Linked DNA regions of Zea mays: region 1 is linked to region 2. The links are chromatin contacts, called in public Hi-C maps. All regions are on one chromosome and are shown on one strand. The core of a region is the stretch at or near the end of the contact, and the rest is flanking DNA. Distances in the headings are between cores, read along the strand shown.

Region 1 (4,294 bases), core at 1,130-3,629, 150 kb before region 2:
TTCTGCTTCTTATGGCACCCAGGTACCCAGTCGTGACATGATTTGGTCCTTTAACTGAACTTCTAATTGGCTGTCTAGATTTTATTTGCCTTTTCAAGTGAACTTGGTTCGACTTTCTCTATTCTCTTTATATGTAAATTATCACTCTGTTGTGAGGAAAATGCCCATGTATGTTCCGATGAATACCTTTTAGAATTACTGCAATTTTGAGTTCTATTCATGATTACAAGTTTAGCATGGCTAATTAATAGTCTATAACCTAGTATTGCTGTTTCCATTTCTGCTTATGTTCTTTAAATTCCTCTGGTTAATTGGCTACACATTAATATTCCTTTTATGTATTAAATGCACATTTCCTATTGTAGAATAGAGCTCTCCTATGCCTCAACCGAGTCCTTATTTCAACACGAGTGTTTATGTCCATTTTAAACCCATCATGAAATCAAATATATTTTTATGCGAGACTTAATAAATTTACCATTTATTTATGTTGCCAAAAAAATTATGATCACCTAGTCATTCATTGTTGTATAATGCAATAAGCCAATAATGACATACAATGCTCTACTTTCTTTTTCCTAACACAAGTGTTCATGTGATAGATAGACAAAATTGGCTACCAGCCGCTGCACTAAAACCGTGTCGCTGCTAGATATACTATAAAGCCATGCTAATTTTGTTGGTAAACACAGCAATAGCGCGATACCAGGATTTCCACCAGGAAATGGGCATGATTTAGCAGTTTGTTTGGGCACCGTGACACTGTTTGTAGTGTGTGTTGTCCTGTGGGCATGTGGCATATCTGAACTAAAGAACAGAATCTAAGTCGGCAAGATGTTTTTAGCTACTTATATAGATTAGTAGGCAACTGATGTTTCTATGCCAAGTTACTTCAAGTCCAATCCTTCTGATGTCTGAGATATTTTTCTGTCTTCTCTCTTATTAGCAACTGGTTAAGGCGTGCTGTGGGCAGAGAGCTGCACGGAAGGTGCAAGGAAACGATAAGCTGATGAGGCATTGATACCCAAAGAGTAGCAGATGGATCATGAGAGATCATAGTTTTTGGTCTTTTTGAAATGTCATCTCCAAAAAAAATGTGATGGTTGTCGAACACGATAGTCCGGTACATTTTTTGCCATAAGTATAAGCATGCTAGAGGATCATTGAGCTGGAGTGGTTCTTGGCCTTGTCACTTGCGTGGATGAATGAAAGAGGCTCAGGGTTGAAGGGATTTGCCGAGCCCAAGGTACCTTTTGTGGCATCTGCCAGAACACAACGTTTCCCAGGGGGAAAAAACCCTGTCGCGGCACGCCCACGTCGCTGGCTGGGCTGGTAACACGGCAATGGCGAAGGAAGTGAAGAGTTTTGGCTGTAGATGACTGCTGCTCCAACACAAGTGGTCGTCGTCAAGGTAAGCAGCGCTGTGTGTACTGCGTTTTGGCTATCTAAGGGCCTGTTTGGTGGGCTGGCTCGGGCGCCACACCGCGCCACACTCCGGCTGCCGCGGGTGTGGCGCCCAAATCGGCCGCCGCAGGTGTGGCGGGCTGCGGCGCCGTAGGCTCCTCTCCAAACAGGCCTTAAAACCGACCGAAGAAGAGCAGGGCCTCCTGACATGGGGACAGCGTAGGGAGGTACTCAGATGGCCAAGATGATTTGCCCGTAGCAGGAGCACACTCAGAGTCAGACTACGGGCAAATCATGCTTGGCTATCAGAGATGGGCCTCCTACCTCCATGCGAGGCCTCTCTCTCCTGCCTGCCGCTTGGTGCTCTGCTTGTGTGCACTGATGCTCTGCATTGCATGCCTGGGCGTGTATTTATAAGGAGCCATCAGTCAGTCAGGGCCGTGGCTGCTGCTGGGGTTTTGACTTTTTGCCCAGCAGCAGCAGCAGCAGGCAGCGTGTTTGACACAGCAGGAAGGAATATTGGCCTTTGACAAAGCAGATCATTGGTGGGAGGAGAGATCTGTATTGGCTGCCGTCTCCTTTCGTGAGGGAATCCAGGGATCTGGATCTTATTTTCTCTCTCTCTCTCCCAGTTCGTCCTTCAAATTGGTCGACTCGTGCATTATTCACCAGCATAGCATGCTGGGCTGGCAAATTTAGTATTGTTCATGGCATGGGCGGGCATATCGAATCTATGTGCATGTGAAGAACATAGTTGCATGTCCGGAGATAAGCATCAGATAGTCAGTCAGGTAGGGACATTGAATGGACCGGATAACGCTTTAGAGTCAGTCCGGTGCAGAGGCAATGCGCTAGGAAAAAAATTTGAGAAAAATCCACCACCGGTGCCACTTGTATCTTCCGAGCTCATCTCGTGCTCGCTCGCTGGCAGCCGTGTCTTACCGACACGCGTTATACGCGTATCTTAGGGCTCTTCTGTTGCATGCTACAAAGCCATGACCAATAAACATCTTTGATATCCCGATGAACAAAGACGATTGGACACGTTCGGTTCTTGGCTTCTTGCCTCCGACCTAGCCTTGTCTTAGCTGGTAAGGTTTGGGCGTTTGGCTTACTAACTCATCAGAGCGAGGCAAAGTCAGTGGAGGAACCAAACACGCCTCCTATAGAAGGTGATGTCTGGTTGTCCACAGTAGACCGTGTAAAATATGCGATTTACACAGTAGATGACACTACAATAAAGTTTAAAATAGAAGATGAGATATGTGATACGATAGGAGAGCTGCTTGAGATGGTCTCATCGTCTGTTTGTCCATGGCAGACCAGGTTTTTCATTTGGGAGACAGAGGGAAGGGGTTCCAAGACAATGCTTTCAACAAGATGAATAAGGCTAAAGGGTGTCACAGTTGTTAGCCTCATCTGGAGTCACGAAGGGCTTCCTCCAAGCCCCACGTCGATATTATGTCCTTGCTCCATATCACCCTTGGCCTTGGAGGATCATTATCGTCAAGACCACCGTCTTCACAGGAAGATGACACATGATCCCATGCATTTTGGCTCGTATTTAGGGATGTTTGGATGTATCAAATGCTCACATTTTTGCCTAGCGGAGGGGCAACAACTAGTTTTTAGACAACGCTTTATATACCCCTCCATCTCGGGCATGAAGACCCTCTTAGCATTCTAAAGATACACATACGTCTATTTATGTCCAAGATAGATTTGGCCTATTAGAGTGATTTGAATTTGCTAATTCAACATTAAGGACTCCAACAATGCTTAGAGAGCATCCATTCTTCTCATTAGACTTGGTTAGGTCAAATGAGAGTTTGTGCTTGCTACTCTTGGTGATCGACATCACCTAGACGACTTCGTGGTGATTGAGAGCTTGGTGACATCTCAACGACGATTGTGAGAGGACCAAGTTATGTTGTGAGCAGTTATGAGCGATTCACTATGCTAGAGTGCTAAGGAACTAGCCCGTAGAGAGCACTAGGTCCTTGAGTAGATCAAGTGGGAGTAATACTGTGTGATCTCTTGCTACTCATCGATTGATAAACACAAAGGTGAATAAGATTATGAGTTCAAACACTACCGAGGATTGAGACCTTCTAGCTTCCCTTCACCTTTTAGTAGTTGTGGGAGTTATAGTCTAATGGTCCTAATCCACCTATATATCTACCCACTGTGAAGAGTGAATTTGGCCCTAGGGGAGTGTGTATTTTTAGACCCCCTAGGTCTAGCTGGAATGCTTATGTCCTACTCAACTTGTTCTACTGGAATTTAATGCCCCTAAATGTTACTCTGCTCCTTCATTTTCATAGTGCAATGGAGGAGAGAGGTTATATGAACCTAGGATTCCCCTAGCTAATCCCATCTACCCTATTATTTTCCTATTCTTGAAGTCATACTAGGGCCCATGCCCTCAATCATTGCACAGAGTCGGATTTGTTCTTCTCTAAGCGGTTAACATACATGTTATTTGGTATGACATGTCACATCTACATGCGCTAGGGCCCATGCCATTTAGTATGATCTAGTTGATAGTCAGTGTAGCCTTTTGTATTTGATAATACTTCATGGTACACATTGTGTGTGCATGTTTGGCTATAGGATTGATGCACATACCAAATAGTGATGTCGAGTACCCTGTAGTCTAAGTCATGCAACAACACGCTTGTTAGTCCTATAATGCTAGATCTTACACATTTCATGTGCTGCACCTAAGATTTATCTGATAAGCTAATGTCATGGACTTGTCACTAGGTCTTTGAGATGTGGGGCCTCAAACTCGGGGGTCGCATTGCCCTTGGTGGGTCCCATCACATCCTTTTGTCTCAAGATAAGATTACACTTAGACTCATTAATTAAGCTCTTATTCCTACGAGTG
Region 2 (4,063 bases), core at 896-3,395:
ATAATCCAAACCCGGGTTTGTAAAACCAGATACAGACATGACATGTCACGTCAGAGCCATTTGGACCCCCAACTTGGCATGTTGTGCCACTTGAATGCTATGTCACTTGAGTCCCCGAACTTTTCGTTGGTTTGCTCTAATGTGACTAGAGTTACTCACCCTAGTGTATATGTGGACTAAATCATGTGTATCTCAATATAAAAACATATTAATCCACCTAGAGTTACTCACCCTAATGTATATGTGGACTAAATCATGTGTATCTCAACATAAAGACATTAATCCACCTAAGTTATCACCCATTCACCAAAATAAATCAAGGACCTTTCAATCTCTCCCTTCTTCGTATTGATGATAATTCTACAAACAAATAAAAACTAAGCATAATCCAAGGTAGCACTTAACACTAGTGTAAATTGCTAAATTGGATTGGATTTTATGTGGCTTATCCAACTTTTAAGCTTTGTCATTATGATATATAAATAAGCACCATAAAACTTTATTTACTAGTGATAATTTCCCCTACATAGCTACATGTGTGCTTGGATGATTTAGATTCAAGCTTACACACATGCATGAGTGTGAATTTTGTGGGAAAGTTATCAATGATGCTAAGGTATACAAGATAAAGATGTACCTTTGTAATATATACACTACTCATTAAAAACATAATAATTATGCGTCGTGCCACATCAGAGTAAATCAATGGAAGTTCGGAGATTCAAGTGACATAACATTCAAGTTCGGGGACCAAAGTGACACAACATGGCAAGTTAGAGACACTAAGTGGCTCCGACGTGCATGTCATATCTGCATCCGGTTTTACAAATCCAGCTTTAGATGGTTTTGTATGGGGTGACAAAGTTCGAGGACCTATTTATTTGACTGAATTCAGAATATAAGTGATACATCGTGGACCTATACTTTACTGAATCAGAAATTCACAATCGCCCAACGATGATCGGCGACGGTGTGTAGGATATGACACGACTCGTGTATGGCCTTAGGCCTTGGCATGATGGCATCCATCTGAATGGGAATGGGGCGCTGCTGCTAGTCAGCTGCGGGGTGGGCGGCACTGGGCGACTCATTGCATTTGCTTCTCGTTTCGTTTGGCACTGTCCATCGGTGTGGGACGGCGCTGCATGATTCTCGTTGTCGTTGCAGGCTAGGAGCTGCAGCGAGTGAGCGAGTGATCTGACCTGAAGCCGATGCGAACGCAATGCCCATGCCCGCGTTTAGCAGCTTAGACCTATTGCTCCTTGTTTTCTTCCATTCCTTCTCGTCCGGGCAGGCTTCACTTCACTCACTTTAGTCGTAGTTGTTTTTCAGCCTAGATATTGAACCAACTTGGCTTGGCTCTACTCGTTAAGCTAACAAGCCACAAAATCAGCTTTACTCGACTTGTTTACAAGATCAAGATGACTCGTTTAGCTTACGAGCAAGAAAAAAAACAATATATATAATAATCAATGTCTAGTTAAATCTAACTAACTTAACAATAGAAAATATAGTTTCACTAACCGCATTAATGTAACCCTAAATTAACACAACCATCACTCATCAATACAGAATTCACACACATGTTCATTAGTTTAATCCACAACTATATTTACGTAGAACAATTTAACACATATTCGTCAATCATTAGTTTAACTCATAGATCATAGATACCACATATATATATAATATGTTTATCAATTTATTAGTTATTTACGTAAATAATATGTATATAGTTTTATTTTACTAAAATATGATAGCTCGTTTAACTCGTCAGTTGGCTTGTTAATAAATTGAACTGGATCGTTAACGAACCAAGCTAAAATATCAAATAAGCTCGTGAAAAAATTTAAATAAGTCAAGCTGACTACGAATCGAACGAGACAAGCCACAATCATTTTGCCCGCCTCGTTGACTTTATGAGTTCAGTGCAGTTCGAGCGCCGCCGTCCAGCACCATCTTCATGGGCCGGAGAATTGTACGGGCCGATTTAGTCAAGTATGAGCCAAGCCCACCAATAAGTCGACAATTCACCGCCTTGAGCCTTTTCTTCCCTCGCATCCTCCCCTGCGGCCCTGCCTGACCCTGCTCTAGATCTCCATCGCGCGCGCGCAGATCTCAGTCCTAAGTCTAGACCTCTATGGCGGACCTCGTCATGGCCCCTCCGCCGGCCATGGACCTCTTCGGGGAGCCGATCGAGGCGCACCCTCCCTGGTTCAAGCCCGACGCCTTCCTCCGCGCGGGCTTCGACGCGGACGCCTACGTCGCCGAGCTCCGCTCCTACGTCCCGCTCGACAGCCTCGCCGCCGAGCTCCGCGCCCACCTCGCCGCGCTCCGCGCCGAGCTCGTCGGCCTCATCAACCGCGACTACGCCGACTTCGTCGGCCTCAGCGCGCACCTCAAGGGCGTCGACGCCGCCGCGGCCCGGATGCGCGCCCCGCTCGCCGACCTCAGGGACAAGGTCGCCGCCTTCCGCGCCGGGGCATCCGCCGCGCTCGCCGCGCTCAGGGAGGGGCTCCAGCAGCGGGCCGCCGCCACCGCCGCGCGCGAGCTGCTCGAGCTCCTGCTCGACACCTCCCACGTCGTCTCCAAGGTACACCCACTCCTCTCTCGCGGGCGGCACGCCTCATGCTCATAGTTATATATTATGCATATGCTAGCAGTAATGTGGCTTACTCGGCAATCCCTTTTTTGTTCTAGTTTCATGTTTCGATCAAGTTAGTGGAATTTGAGGCACGTTTAGCGTCACATTTCTCGAGTCAATGCTCCATGCTAGGACTAGAGATGGCACTGGGTACCCGTTACCCGAAACCCGGTGGGTTTTTCTCTGTTAGGGTATGTGTTTGGGTCAATTTCACTATCCATGGGTTTGTTAATGTGTTCAAATGAAACCCAACGGGTACGTGGGCATGAGTTTATTCTTCCACTACTCATACCCGCAAACCCATGGATTTTTAAAACCCACCTTAAAATCAACATTCCTTATAAATATGTCTCGTAATATTATTAATTGAATATCTTCTAATTGAAATAAACTTCATGTAACAAATTTTAGGCTAAAATTAGTTATCACTTGTTCCTTTTATGCTAGTTTATTAATGTATTGATTGTCATTTACATGATGAATTATTTTTTATATTGATGTTAGTGGGTATGGGAAACCCGTTGGGTACCCGAAACCCGCATGGGTATGGGTTTGGGCAAAATTTTATACCCGTCATGGGTATGGGTTTTTTAGCGGGCACATTTTTTCTTCGCGGGTATGGGTTTGGGCAAGTAATACCCAACGGGTTTTTACCCATTGCCATCTCTAGCTAGGACACTGCCTTAGGGGTGCTGCATTTGCCGATTCATCATCGTTATTAGAGGCCATATGGATATGCTGACCTAATTACCTGCCTACCCTTAGGGTCAATTGATACATTTGCCTAACTCAAGGTTATTGTTAAAATGAATTTATGTGATATACTCCTCAGCTTATTTTCTCATCAATTGTACGTCTAGATAGAGCTTTGAGCCTTATCGTCTCACTGCTCCTAAATGTTTGTATGATTATCCAGGTTGAGAAATTGATCAAGGAACTACCAACTGCACCGTCAGATTCATCTAATGCTGAAATTCCTATCAATGACACTGGAACACCAAATGGGAAGGCTGGGACAGGTGTCAGAGAAACACAGAGCATTCTCCTAGAAAGAATTGCCAGCGAGATGAACCGTCTTAAATTCTACATTAGTCATGCAGAGGTTTGTGTCAGCATCTTCTGTTGGTCCTTGGGATCCTTTAACATGGAAGTACTTTTTTTTCTTTGCTTCAGTCGCTGAGAAATCCCCAGAAGGAAAATGTGCTCAGTGCATGATGAACATCGCTGTTTCACACCGTATGTTTAGTTTTCTTGCATCATCACTGATGTAACATACTCAGATCCTCAAATTACTTTGTGGCTTTCAATTTGGATCAATACACTAAGAAAATATTTGGCCAAAGTTTTGTTCAATAAGCTTATGCTGAACCACTAAGGTAGAAGTTTCATACTTGTAGGTTTCATTGTATTGCAAACCCG

The links. A called contact is a pair of places that touch in the nucleus more often than the background predicts.
Region 1: a Hi-C map of leaf shows a contact between it and region 2, with 5 times the contacts expected there. The contact joins the promoter of LOC111590575 here to the promoter of LOC100383630 in region 2. A contact is called at or near these places in 6 of 25 Hi-C or Micro-C datasets (leaf, leaf mesophyll and an unstated tissue) and 2 of 3 datasets of contacts at active chromatin or transcription factors (leaf and seedling).

What each region holds. Positions count from the first base shown.
Region 1 is chr1:305,242,260-305,246,553 of Zm-B73-REFERENCE-NAM-5.0, reverse strand. LOC111590575 reads right to left here and starts at 2,379. Exons shown (of 1, transcript XM_023301377.2): 1 at 1-2,379. The coding sequence starts at 1,614. The coding sequence ends at 1,153. It overlaps LOC100284329, which reads left to right. Exons shown (of 2, transcript NM_001157224.2): 2 at 947-1,170.
Region 2 is chr1:305,094,121-305,098,183 of Zm-B73-REFERENCE-NAM-5.0, reverse strand. LOC100383630 reads left to right here and starts at 2,145. Exons shown (of 12, transcript NM_001366826.1): 1 at 2,145-2,593; 2 at 3,561-3,746. The coding sequence starts at 2,156.